Regions from separate parts of the Mus musculus genome. Here regions 1 and 3 are each linked to region 2. The links are chromatin contacts, called in public HiChIP or PLAC-seq maps. All regions are on one chromosome and are shown on one strand. The core of a region is the stretch at or near the end of the contact, and the rest is flanking DNA. Distances in the headings are between cores, read along the strand shown. Region 1 has its middle 20 kb from the start of 2210406O10Rik. Region 2 overlaps Afap1 (actin filament associated protein 1). Region 3 has its middle 18 kb from the start of Sorcs2.

Region 1 (4,002 bases), core at 59-2,558, 440 kb before region 2:
CTTTGGGTTTGATGAATCTCCTGTGCCCTTCACTTTTGTTGTTGTTGTTACTGCTGCCGCCCATGTTTTTGTTTCTGTGGTGGTGTTAAATCTGAGACCATGATGATGCAGCCCTGTGTCTTCTCACTGCATGTGTGTCCATCACTGGCCTGAAAGCTTGCCAATTCAGCCTGGCTGGCTAGCCGGCAAGCCCCAGGGATCCTCCTGTCGCTGCCTCTTGGGTGCTGAGATCACACACATGTGTCACCATGCCTGGCTTTTCCCACATTGGTTCTGGGGATCAAACTCAGGGCCCACTGTGTGTGCAGCAAGCACTTTACTGACTGTTTCTCTGGCTCCCACCCTATGTCTTCTAAGGGCGCGTTAGCCTGTGCTTCTCCAGGCAGCCATCTAATCCCCTGTGAGCAAACCCAGCAGTTCCACCTGGAACACTGAGAGGGTCCATCCTACTGCAGCTTGCAGAGCTGTCAGGGTAGGGGGTGGGCTAGGATAGAGCTGCGTCAGTGTTGGGGAGTACTCAGAGAGGAAGAGCCTAGGTCAGTTGCAACAATCTATGAGCTAGCTTCAAAGGGCAACTGAAAGACAGCCACAGGTGTCTCCTTAAGGGGCTGCAATAGGATGGGAATGGGCAGGGAGGGTCTTAAGAAGGAAGGCTTTCTGTCTTATGGAGGCTAGGCAGGAACTCTCAGGAGTTGGAGTCAGAACCAACTCCCCTCCCCCACCTACCCAACCCCTCCCCCAACCTCTACATAGGGAAGAGCTGGTGTAGGCTGGGGAGTCTCTGGTAGTCAGATTGTAACCAAAGATCCAAAGAGCCTCTGCCCAGCCTTGGGCCTCCGTGGGCACCCAGTCTCCTGGACCACTCCTTTCCTAGCTCTGGAGATCCTGCTCCAGGCTCCCTTTGCCTGGCTGTTAGCCATCTTTCTATCCAGGCCCTAATTCTGCTGTCACCTCCTTTGAGCCACAGTCCAGGATTGCCCACCCCAGTTTCTCCATGTCCCCTGTGTGCCCTGCTTCCTCCTGGCATGGGCACACTGGGATTTCCTTGCTTTCCCCTGGGCGGCGGGCGGCTGCCCCAGGCTCTGACGGAACTGTTTTACCTTCTGTCCTCCCTCATCCCCGCTTCCTTGCTGGGAGCACTCACCCCCATCACTTTGCTGATTCCCTCATACTGGGATAATTGCCGAGCTGGCAGAGGCCTGGCAGAGCCCGATGCCCTGTTGAGTCCAGCCTCCTTCTGCACCCCCTGCCTTCAGTTCCTCCAAGTCAGCCTGATTTACCGGTCTTTCTGGGCCTATTCGCCAGGTGTCTGGCCCTGTCTGGAAACAAATGCTTTGCCTTGAGGTGATAAACGGGGCACAGTGGGGCTCAGCTTGGAGCCAGCGGGTGTGAATGGTGCAGCCTGCCTGCCTTCACTCTTACTGCAGACTTCAGCCAAGAAAGCATTTAAAATACAGTCCTGATTTTCCTTTGTTCTTGGAGCTCTCTTCACACACTGTGTTTTGAGAAATCAGTGCAACAAGTCCTGTTCACTATGCCCTTAAGCCAGAAAGAGGAGACCCTTTTGGACCCTCAGTCTGTATTCCTCCCAGAAGGCAAATGTGCACCTTGAGGTGATCATGGCACGGGGTATGGCCTCTCAGGGCTCAGGAAGAGCAACCTTGTACCGTGCTGCTTTGTGTCCCTGGGGGAGGTCAGGTGTCCTTGGCTCAATGTGGCCTCCCTGGGGCTGTCACTGAATTGAGCTGTTAGGTACTCTGCCAACATGGTGCCAGCCGAAGGAAAACCCACGCAACCCTTTCCTGCTGCTCTGCACTGGAAGCCCAAGGCCTTTGAGGGGGTTGATCAGGACCATGTGTGGCCTGCAGACCCTGCAAGGCTGAGCAGCCAAGGGAGCTGGATGGCAAGGTGAGGACTAGGTATTCCCAGCCACACAGCACCTTCCTCTGTGGCTCCTCCTATGGTGCTCCTCTTGGCTTCCTCTGAGCCACCTTAACTGGGCTTCTTCTGGGGCACTGGATAAGGCTCTCTTAACCTTCTGAGCCTTAGGCAATGCCCTGGTGCTAAGTGAGCTGGTGCCCACCCCCTTGCGGTCCGACTGTGCAGGCACCCTCTGCATGCCTGTGCGCATGAGAGTGCACGTATGTTTTCTGTGCAAGGGCATGCACGCATATGCTCTGTGGACACATGAGTGGAGAAGTCTGTATGCATGCTCTGTGCAAGCATATGTATGAAGGCACTTACGTGTATGCACATGCATGAGATCACATACATGTGTGTTCTGTACATGCAGATGTGCAGGGTGGAAGCTTATGGCTCAAAAGTGGTGTGTCTGGGAGTCAAGCTGCCAAGGAGTAAAGTTGTGACGGTTGGCGTTAGCATTAGTGGTCAACTTGATAGTCTCTAGGTCACTGGGGAGACAGGCCTCTGGGCATGTCTGTGGGGGGTTTCTTGGTTTCAGTAATGGAGGTGGGAAGAGCCTCCCATAGTGGGCGGCACCATCCCTGGCTGGGGCTGGACTGTCTGTGTGGAGAAAAGGAACTGGGCAGCAGCAGCAACATCACCTCAGCTTCCTGACTGCAGATGTGGTGTGAGCAACTGCTTCAAGCTCCTGCTGCCTTGATTTGTAGCTTGATGGTACAAGATACCATGGTAGACTGCACCTTGAACTGTGAGCTGAAATAAGCCCCCTTCCCCTGGGTTGCTTTCTGTCATCGTGTTTGTCACAGCAACAGGAAAAACAACAACGACAACATCTAAGCACTGTCCTGCCTAGGTTACAGCATGGTCCTCCATGTACATGACTGTTGGGTACAGGGCTATGGCACAGGAGGCTTAGGACCTGGGATGCTTAGTTCAAGCCTTGCCTCTGCCACAGCAGGCTACCAAACCTTCAAAGTTCAGAACACCTCTGTTCGCAGCTTCTGTTTCTCTATAAAGGGGATTCCCTTCACCTCTATAGCCCAATGGAAAGTCTATGGAATGGAGCAAGACAGTGATGGACGGAGTGGCTCAGTATCTGAGCCAATGGGTCCACAGATATCCCCTCTGTGTAAGCGGAGCCTATGCTGAGCTGCCCACTGGGCAGCCTTGTAGTTTGTCCTACGGAGTGACCCAGAAGCTTGGCCCCAGCCTTATTCTCACTGGGCCCATGTCCTGGGCTGGAGCCAGAACTTAGGATGCACATCCTGGGTAAATGACAAACTTCAGCATCCTAGCTCCTGCACTGTCGAATGAGGGTGTGCCTCAGCATGGTGCCCTGGGCTGTCAAGAACCAGGGAGCTCGACTGGTTCTCATTCTACCAAGGCAGATTTCTCCAGGGACTCAGGGCCTGGCCACTGCTGTATGACAGTCACCCTCTGATTCTTCCTTCTCCTTTGCTCCCTGCCGTCTTGCCTTGCCCCGCCCCCCCGCCCCCCACATCCATCTAAGCCCCTGGTGTGAGATCTATTCATACCTGTCCCTACTGTGATCTTATGTTCTCTCACAGGGATCTAGACCAAGACTGTTCCATTCATGTACATGTGTGGAGGGGGGCGGGGCTGACAGGAGGAGGAACTCACACAGTCAGGAAGAAATCCTGAGTATCTACCAGTTCCCCATTTCCTAGCTGGATCATGGTGTCTTCTGGCTCACACCCGCCCCTCTAAACTGGGCTCACATGCTCTTTACAGCGCTATGGAAGACCGAATGCAGTTGTGGCTGCCTGAGATCGTTGGAAACAGTACAGACCTCTTTGGATTTCTGCTTTATTGAATGCTTCTCATGTAAACCAAATGTTCCTGTTTAAACATTAAAAAATAAAAACCCACCAAACTAAAACTCACCCACTGAGAAAAGTTGAAACACATACAAGTCTATAAAACACAAAGCTTCTCACTGGGCCTTAAGGACTGCTGCTACTGCTTGCATTAAATCTGCTATAAAGGCAGAGACAAGAAGAGGGGAGCATCAGGCCAGGGAAGCTGGGCTGTTCCTGGCTCTGCATGCCCACGGCTGTG
Region 2 (3,916 bases), core at 271-2,770:
AGCGTCAGTCTTGGCTGCGCATCAACTCCAGCACATGGCGCACCTCACAGCTCACAGGACAGTTCTGGCAGTGGCCCTGAAGCAGATGTGCAAGCCATTCCACGGTGGAGCGAGACCCTTAGCCACGGTGCCAGCCAGATCTAAGAATGCTCAGACCACCCATGACCACAGCGGGTGACTGGCATGGTCACAGCAGGGACCAGCATGGGAAACAAGTCCTCACGTCATAGTAAGAGCACCAGAGACTCCGAGTAGTGAAGGTGACGCAGTTAATTTTATGACCTTACAGAGTTGTGGGTCAGCCTAGAGAAAGGGCTAGAGTGGCTGGTGCACAGATTTAGTGAAAAAAAAAAAATGGTAGTCTTTATGTTTCTCATCACAGTTCCCTGCCCCTGTGAATGCATTAGCCGAGTTCTTCAGAGAGGTACAAACTTCAGTGATCTAACATAATCCCTACCCCAAACTCCCAATCCTCCTGAATCCCACGATTCCCTTGTTTCTGCTCCATCCCATAGCTGCCTGTGACTTTCCAACCTTGGATAAACTGAGAGCAGAGCCAGGCAAGCAGGCACCAGCTGGGAGCTAAGGAGGACAGCGCCCAGCGCCTCCTGTTCCTGCAGCTGCCTCCTGGGCTCTGGGCTCTAGATATGCCTCAATCTTAAAGTGGACCAGGAGGAGTTGGTCCTTACATTGGTGGGACCAGGGGAGGTAAGAGATGAGAAGGGAGAGAGAGCCCTGGGCAAGAACTAGATCAGGTGAGGGACATGGTCCCATAGGCCCTCAGGTCAAGATGGGAAACTAGGAAAGGAGCCAGGACCTTGTGGCTGCAGTGAGAGTGTGCTCTGAAGACAAAACCACTGGGACTCACTTCTGGCTGAAGAAAAATGTCACTGAGTGCCTAGTTTGGGGCCTGTCAGGGTGCTGAGTAAGAGACAGGCACGGTCAAGCTCAAGAGAACAGACAGTGTGGAAGTGGAGTATAAAATGCTGGAGCCCCACCAGTGCCTAATGGGCCCATGTGCTGCTCCTGGGGAGAGGGGTAGGCTGGGACAGGACAGCAGCCAGCTTACGAGTGAGTCACACCACAGTGAGGCCACGGAGATCAAGTGTGGTGGAGCCCAGAGCAGAAGGTACCCATCTGCAGGACAGGGCAACACAGGCAGATGTGCTGGGCCCATTCCCAGGACAGGGCAACGCAGCCAGATGTGCTGGGCACGCTGTATTCTTAGGAAAGTCAGAAGTGAGGTGGGGATACTGAGGAAGCAGAAGACAGGAAATTATCTGGGGAAGAGAGAAAAATGGCCATGGGGGTGGGGCAAGCAGGAAAGTCGGCAAAGGGAGGAGGGCCTCTACAGATTTGGATCACAGAACCGAGTGGAGACCACCCTAACTATGGTGTTCTGAGCTGACAGAGTGGTGTATGTGTGTCCTCAGGCTACTGAAAGGCTGCAGCACCTCCAGACTCCATGCCTTCTTCCCGTGAGGTCTAGAGGGTTTGATCAGATCACGTGGCCAGCACAGGAAGCCCTTTGGTGTGTTTTGGTGCCTTCTGCTCCGCCTGTCAGCTATAAAGCAGGAGTACTGCCTCCAAATATAGACATAAGAGACAAGATGGCCAGCGCACCCGTAGACAAGAACTACCAAGGGTCCCCGCATCTGGTACAAGAGACAACCAGAGATGTTGTCATGGTACAGTGTGCCTGGACCATGCAGGGTCAGCAGCAAGCATCGGGTGGAGTGGTCCAACCTTAGTTCTAGGATGCAGGCAGTGGGCTATGATAATGAATTGCAGTTTTCCAGGCTGTGTGAGTTCTTTGCCCTCCCTGTGTGTCAGCAGTCCTTGTCCCACCCTAGCCATGTATCTCAGGTGGACATACCTGCAACCAATTGTGCACTCTGTAAGCCCACTAGAGGGACAGACTGTGATCTCAAGGCTGCTGGGCATTAGACATCACCGCTTTGTAGGTCCCCTACGGGGTGTGATATGAGCTTGGCCCAGTGACATTCTAAGGCAAGCCTATGCTGTGTAGCAAAGGGGATAGAAGCCTCTCTCATGCGTATAGATTTGGGAGTGGTTTCCCTGAGCTGTGCTGTCAGCCATTCAGGTGCCTCCATGATCCCTTAATCTCCCTTTTCAATCATTCCAGATACAGCAAACGGATTGGGCATATTGGTCTTATTAGACCCCCACTTTGCTCCTCAGAGATCCAACCAGCAGTATGTCTTATGTGTAGCACTCAGCATCACATCTGGCAGACCGCTGAGGCAAACATCCCTTAGAAGCAGGGGGCACAGGCTCTGGATTGGCCAGTCTGCACAAGAACAGTCACTTGGCATTTCTAGAGACAGGTGGGCCTGAAGAGAGCCACACTGTGGGCCAGCTAGACTCCTAGAGGGGAGGCTTGCACCCTAGGCAGGAAACAGCTGCTCTGCTCTGCCTGGTGCTTACGAAGGGTCCTTGTTGGGGCATTCACCATGTTCCTGTACTGCCTGGCTCCCACCTTCAGCTCAGGAGGAATGCATACCTGTCTCCTCCCATGGAGCCTCTATCCCAGATGTGCCTCCCACCTGAGCTCTTGACTGCCTTCCCATGAGGAGAGAGGTGTTTTTAAACAGCCTTATAAAACCCATGTCTCTGTCACAAACTTCCCAAGTCACAGACATCTAATAGTGTTTCCTGCGGAGGCTCCTGCTGTGCACCTAATAGGCTCTGTGACAGCGGGTTACAGACTATAAGCCACAGCACAAGTACCCTAGGGGGCTCTGTGGCCAAGCACTCAGTCATCCTCTGCTTTAAATGACACTGAGGAGACCCCTCATTCTCATCCAGCCCACCGGGACTCCAAAACCAAAGACATCACTTAAAAACTGGCTCAGTGACACTTGGCCAATGCTTAGGTCTCAATGGATGACCCTGGACAAGTGAGGGTAGGTTCTTCCTTCTCAGAGCCCCAGGGGCCCCCACAAACTGAATTTCTCTGATGAATAGCTCTGTGACCTCACAGTTGCCCTGAAGTCTGGGTCCCATCTCCAGATCCAATGCAGTAAGATCCTCCATCACCTGTGATCAATGGCTGGGCTGCGCCCATTACCCAGTACCTAAGCCATGAGTGGCTCGAATGGACCTCCAGGTTAACCCATGCCCCTGAACACCACCAACACATACATCCCTTACCACACTCCCCAGAAACTCAGACCCAATGGCTCTCCATCCAGATGCCAAGCCCAGTAGTAGGTCCTAGACTCAGCTCCTGCTGGACCTATCATGCTCTCTCCTCTGGGCATCCTTCAGGGTAGCAGTCCCCAGTGTGGGCAGGACCTCCCTGGGCAGGTTCCCACCTCTGCTCTGATGCTTGATCCACCAGCCAGCCATCAGCTGGCATGTGCCCGTGGAAGCCCTGAGAAACCATAAAGGCTCCTCTCCACTTGACAGGACGTCCCACAACTTCCCCAGGTCCACCCCAGTCCACCTCAACCCTCTTCTTATGGTCTCCCTGTCTCATGTTGGGCTGTAAGCAGTCATAGCCTTTATTTAAATGCCACTGCCTAACTCAAAGAACCCCCCCACACACACAGAACTCTACTAGGCTTCAAAGCTGCTGCCTCATCTACAGTTTCTCAAATCTCCATGCAACGTTGCCCACCAGAGTGCATCTGTGTCTGCTGGTACCCTGAGAGCAGGCATCCAGGGGATTCATTCTGTTTCCAGCGCTTGGCACCAAGTTGGGAGGTGAGGAGGCAGTGATGGTGTCTACTGAGTTAAATACTCAGGTCTCAAACCACTCGGAGAAATCCCCAAGGTCCTCTAAGACAGAGGGTTTCCTGTGTGTTACCCTCCCTGTGCACCGGTGAGATGCAGCCCCTCCCACCTGTCGAGCGATCAGAAGTGACGACTCAGACAACTACGGACATCTCCT
Region 3 (3,784 bases), core at 1,220-3,719, 410 kb before region 2:
ATAAATCAAGAGAAGGGCTTTTAAAATATTTTTAGTACAAATGTATTTCAATCACTCGGTCAGTCACCTCTTAGTATGGTTACTGAACAGGCTCCCGGGAAGAGAGAAGCTGGCTGGCTGTGGAGTTCGACAATCCTCCCCTCTCTTCACACAATATTTGATTTCATTGATCTGAAAGAAGAGGAAGGGAAATTGCTGGTTTACGGAAAATCGGGGGTTCTGCGAGTGGCAGAGGGCACTGTGGTGGACCTGACCTCAACCTAGAGTTGGAAATTATTCTGGTATTATCAGTTGGGGACTCCATGGAAGTTCCAGCATCCAGCATGCCCTATTCTAGCCTTGCATTAAGGTCAAGTGTCCACGGAAGGCTAAGTTCCTTAAGTCATGGTGGATAGCCATGCCACATGGCTGTTGATGTTCCACGTGGCAGACATGGTTAATGAATCAGGCTCAATTTACCACTAAGCCATGATCTCTGACTGGGAGCTCCAGGCAGATGGTCTTAATGAATCAACCTTTGAGATCGTTGCTATTGGTTGTCAACTTGATTGGATTATGATTGTGGGACACCTGGAGGTGTAGTGAAATACATTTCTGGGTGCTTCTGTAAAGATGTTTCCAAACCAGGCAGGAACACGCCTTTAATCTCAACACTCAGGAGGCAGAAGCAGGCAGATCTCTGTGAGTTCAAGGCCAGCGTTGTCTACAGAGTGAGTTCCAGGAGAGTGAAAGAGACATAATGATACCTACCATGTCTTAATAAAAGCCAAAGGGGATAGGGAGAAAAAAATGTTTCCAATGTTCATTGATGACTTCAGCATCTAAGTTGGCTATTAGAGGAGGCCGTGGAAGATGGGGCCTGGTTGGAGGAAGTAGGTACCTGCCTAGGGGTGTGTCTTTGTGGGTGTATCATGCCCTGGCTCCTTCCTGTTATTCCTCAGTCTCCTGGTGCCACAAGGCAAGCTGCTCGGCTTCTCTGCTCTGGTGTCTCTTCAGCTGTGATGTCCTTTTCACCACAGGCCCAAGGGATGGGACCAACATCTGAGACCTCAGAAACCACCGAGAGGTGGAACAAGATCGTCCTCCCCTTAGTTGTTGCTCAGGGAAGATTCTGCCTGACACACTCTCCCAGCCTTGAAACATGCTGGAGCTGGCAAGGAAGAGCTTTAAAGTCTGAAAGAACAATCTGCACGGTTTGAGAGGCATGGGAAGGAAGGCCAGTGAAGTGAGAGCTGGGATGCTGAGTTAGGAGGATTGTGAGATCAGGCCAGCCTGTAACTACACAGCGAGACTGTCTCAAACCAACAAAAAAGAACCCACAAGTTGTAATTAAAATATACACATCACAGAACTTCCCGTCCAGCCATTCCTAGCAGGTAGTCCAGTGTCATCAGGCACAGTCACATAGCTGTGAGAGACAACAGTTAGTATCTGCTTGTCTGTCCATCCATCCTTCCATCCATCCACTTACCAGCCAACCCATCACTCACCTGTTCATTCTCAAATGTCTGTCTATCATCATCATCATCATCATCACCAGTCTATCAATTTATCTACCTATCATCTATGTATCATTTATATATCACCTAACTATTGATTTTCAATTATCAATCATGTATCTGCTATCATTTTATCTATCATCTATGCATCATTTACCTATCACCTAACTATTGATTATCAATCATCTATCTATCTATCTATCTATCTATCTATCTATCTATCTATCTACCTACCTACCTACCTATCAATTCAAGAATGGTATTCATTACAAATTACAGAGGTTGTGTAACCCATGATGTGCCACCTGCAAGCTGGAGTGCTGGAAGAGCCTGTGGTGTTGTGACATCCTGAGAGCAGCCACTCCGGCTGATGTAGACCCCAGTCTGGGTCTGAAGGCCTAAGTCATGGGAGTGCCAAGAGCAGGGATAGTCACATCCTAGTAAAAGCAGGTGGCAGGGTCCTTCCTACTTCACCCACTCTGTCCAGACCCTGGTCCCTGGGATGCCATCCTTCTTCCCCCTGGAGTGTGTGTGTGTGTGTGTGTGTATGTGTGGCTGTAATCATATAGGATTCTCACCCAGAAACACTACCACAGATACATCAGGAGCCATGCTGAAACACTTGTATGAATTTCACTGTCACATGGACACGAAGTCACCCATCGCAATGGGGAGGCTGTCATGTCCTGCTATCATGGAACTCCATTAGGAAATCCCACCAGGAGACACTGCCCAAAACCTGCTCTTCTCTTTGGCTTGCCCTGAAAATGTGCTTTCTTCTAGCTGTGTGTGTGAACTTCTTAGATATGGAGGGAAGCAAGCCCACAGTCCTCGGCTCCTTCTTTTGATGAAGGTAAAAGCTTCCTCCATGAGTCCTCTGTGCCTTTCCACAGACTGCACACCACAGGGAGCAGGAATTGACTGACAGCTTCCATCCATCATGAGTCACTTTGTGTGGGAGCATGCCACCTCCCTGTTTCCTGTCATTCTGATTGCGGTAGTTGGTTCATGCAGGAGACCTCTGCTGGCTCTGGTGACAGAAGCCTCTTGAGAAAAGCAGCAGAGAGCTTGCCACAAGGAAATGGGGGCAGCAAGCTGGCAGGTGTGGCCCTCGGGCCACTGCGCCACATCTGAGTCTTCAGAAAGGATAAAATCACTTGCCTTGTATGCCTGCTGGCCTCAGGGCAGGTGCTCTGGCTGACAACTCAAAGCCTTGCTGAGGCTCTGGCCCAGACTAATCTGGTTCCTCTGAATAGAACTGGCTGAGGCTGAGTCACTGCTGGGGTGTGGGGTCCTACCTTCCTATCCTGTAGCTGCCTTTACAAATGACCACAGCGTTCTGTCACAGGAGAGAAGGCTACAAGTCCAAGGTCAAAGTGTGGGCAGGCAGACTCCTGTCTGTGAGGGAGTCTGAAGAGGCCGCTGTCTGCCTTCTGCTGCTGTGCTGCTGAGGTCTGTGCGCCTCAGACTGTAGGCACACTACACCAGCCTCTTCACTTGCTCTCCACAGGCTTCCCTCCAAGGCTGCTCTCTCTCTCTCTCTCTCTCTCTCTCTCTCTCTCTCTCTCTCCCTCTCTCTCTCTCCTTCCCTCTCTTACTGCATATATGTAGTATGACATTTGCTTGTGAAAGCACACACAGGAATGCTTGAGGACAACCCAAACCTTGACCCAGGGCTCTCATCTCTTTGCTGTTTGCATCTGCAAGTTCAGGGGACTCTACTGTCCTCATGCCCATCTCGCTTACAAACATGAGGTGGTTTAAAATAGGAATCACCCCCATAAGCTCATGTAGTTGAATGTTTAGTCATTGGGGTGCAGCACTACTTGAGAAGAACCAGGAGGCGTGGCCTCATTGGGGAAAGTGTGCCAGACCCAGTGGCCTGCTGTTGCTTTCTGCTGCCTGTGGATCTGGGTGTAGAACTCCCAGGTCTTCCAGCACCATGTCTGCCATGCACACTGCTACCCTTCCCACCATGATGATAACAGACTAAACCTCCAAACTGTAAGCAAACTTTATACAAATTGCTGTGGTCATGATGTCTCTTTGCAGCAATAGAATTATGACTAAGACAGCATTTTAGGCACGTGCTTTCACATTGGGCTTCACATAGGTTCTGGGGATTTGAACTCAGGTCCTCAGGTGTGTGAGGCAAGTGCTTTAACCCACTAAGCCATCTCTCTAGCTCTCTTTCCTATGTTTTATAAGGCCATGTGATGTCAGGGGTTTAGGATCCACCCTGAACCAGACTGCTTGAATTTAACCTTGAAATTCCTAGCAAATCT

The links. HiChIP or PLAC-seq counts read pairs in DNA pulled down with a chosen protein or histone mark.
Region 1: an H3K27ac HiChIP or PLAC-seq map of T-cell acute lymphoblastic leukemia shows a contact between it and region 2, with 6 times the contacts expected there. The contact joins two enhancer-like sites. A contact is called at or near these places in 4 of 115 datasets of contacts at active chromatin or transcription factors (T-cell acute lymphoblastic leukemia, double positive thymocytes, embryonic basal ganglia and 1 more) and 1 of 9 other capture datasets (embryonic stem cells).
Region 3: an H3K27ac HiChIP or PLAC-seq map of T-cell acute lymphoblastic leukemia shows a contact between it and region 2, with 6 times the contacts expected there. The contact joins two enhancer-like sites. A contact is called at or near these places in 4 of 484 Hi-C or Micro-C datasets (B cells, the C2C12 cell line, embryonic heart and 1 more) and 2 of 115 datasets of contacts at active chromatin or transcription factors (T-cell acute lymphoblastic leukemia and double positive thymocytes).

What each region holds. Positions count from the first base shown.
Region 1 is chr5:36,442,512-36,446,513 of GRCm38.p6, reverse strand. No RefSeq gene overlaps it. Among named protein-coding and RNA genes, the nearest start is that of 2210406O10Rik, 20 kb to the left of the region's middle. Within about 2 kb of position 1,308, at least 30 of the 459 cell types and tissues checked have an H3K27ac peak or open chromatin away from gene starts, as enhancers often do. A contact at or near this core is called in T-cell acute lymphoblastic leukemia and double positive thymocytes, where this site is marked.
Region 2 is chr5:36,003,910-36,007,825 of GRCm38.p6, reverse strand. Afap1 (actin filament associated protein 1) reads right to left here. Exons shown (of 17, transcript NM_027373.2): 17 at 3,904-3,916. Among named protein-coding and RNA genes, the nearest start is that of Gm52811, 79 kb to the left of the region's middle. Within about 2 kb of position 1,520, at least 36 of the 459 cell types and tissues checked have an H3K27ac peak or open chromatin away from gene starts, as enhancers often do. A contact at or near this core is called in T-cell acute lymphoblastic leukemia and double positive thymocytes, where this site is marked.
Region 3 is chr5:36,413,891-36,417,674 of GRCm38.p6, reverse strand. No RefSeq gene overlaps it. Among named protein-coding and RNA genes, the nearest start is that of Sorcs2, 18 kb to the right of the region's middle. Within about 2 kb of position 2,469, at least 64 of the 459 cell types and tissues checked have an H3K27ac peak or open chromatin away from gene starts, as enhancers often do. A contact at or near this core is called in T-cell acute lymphoblastic leukemia, where this site is marked.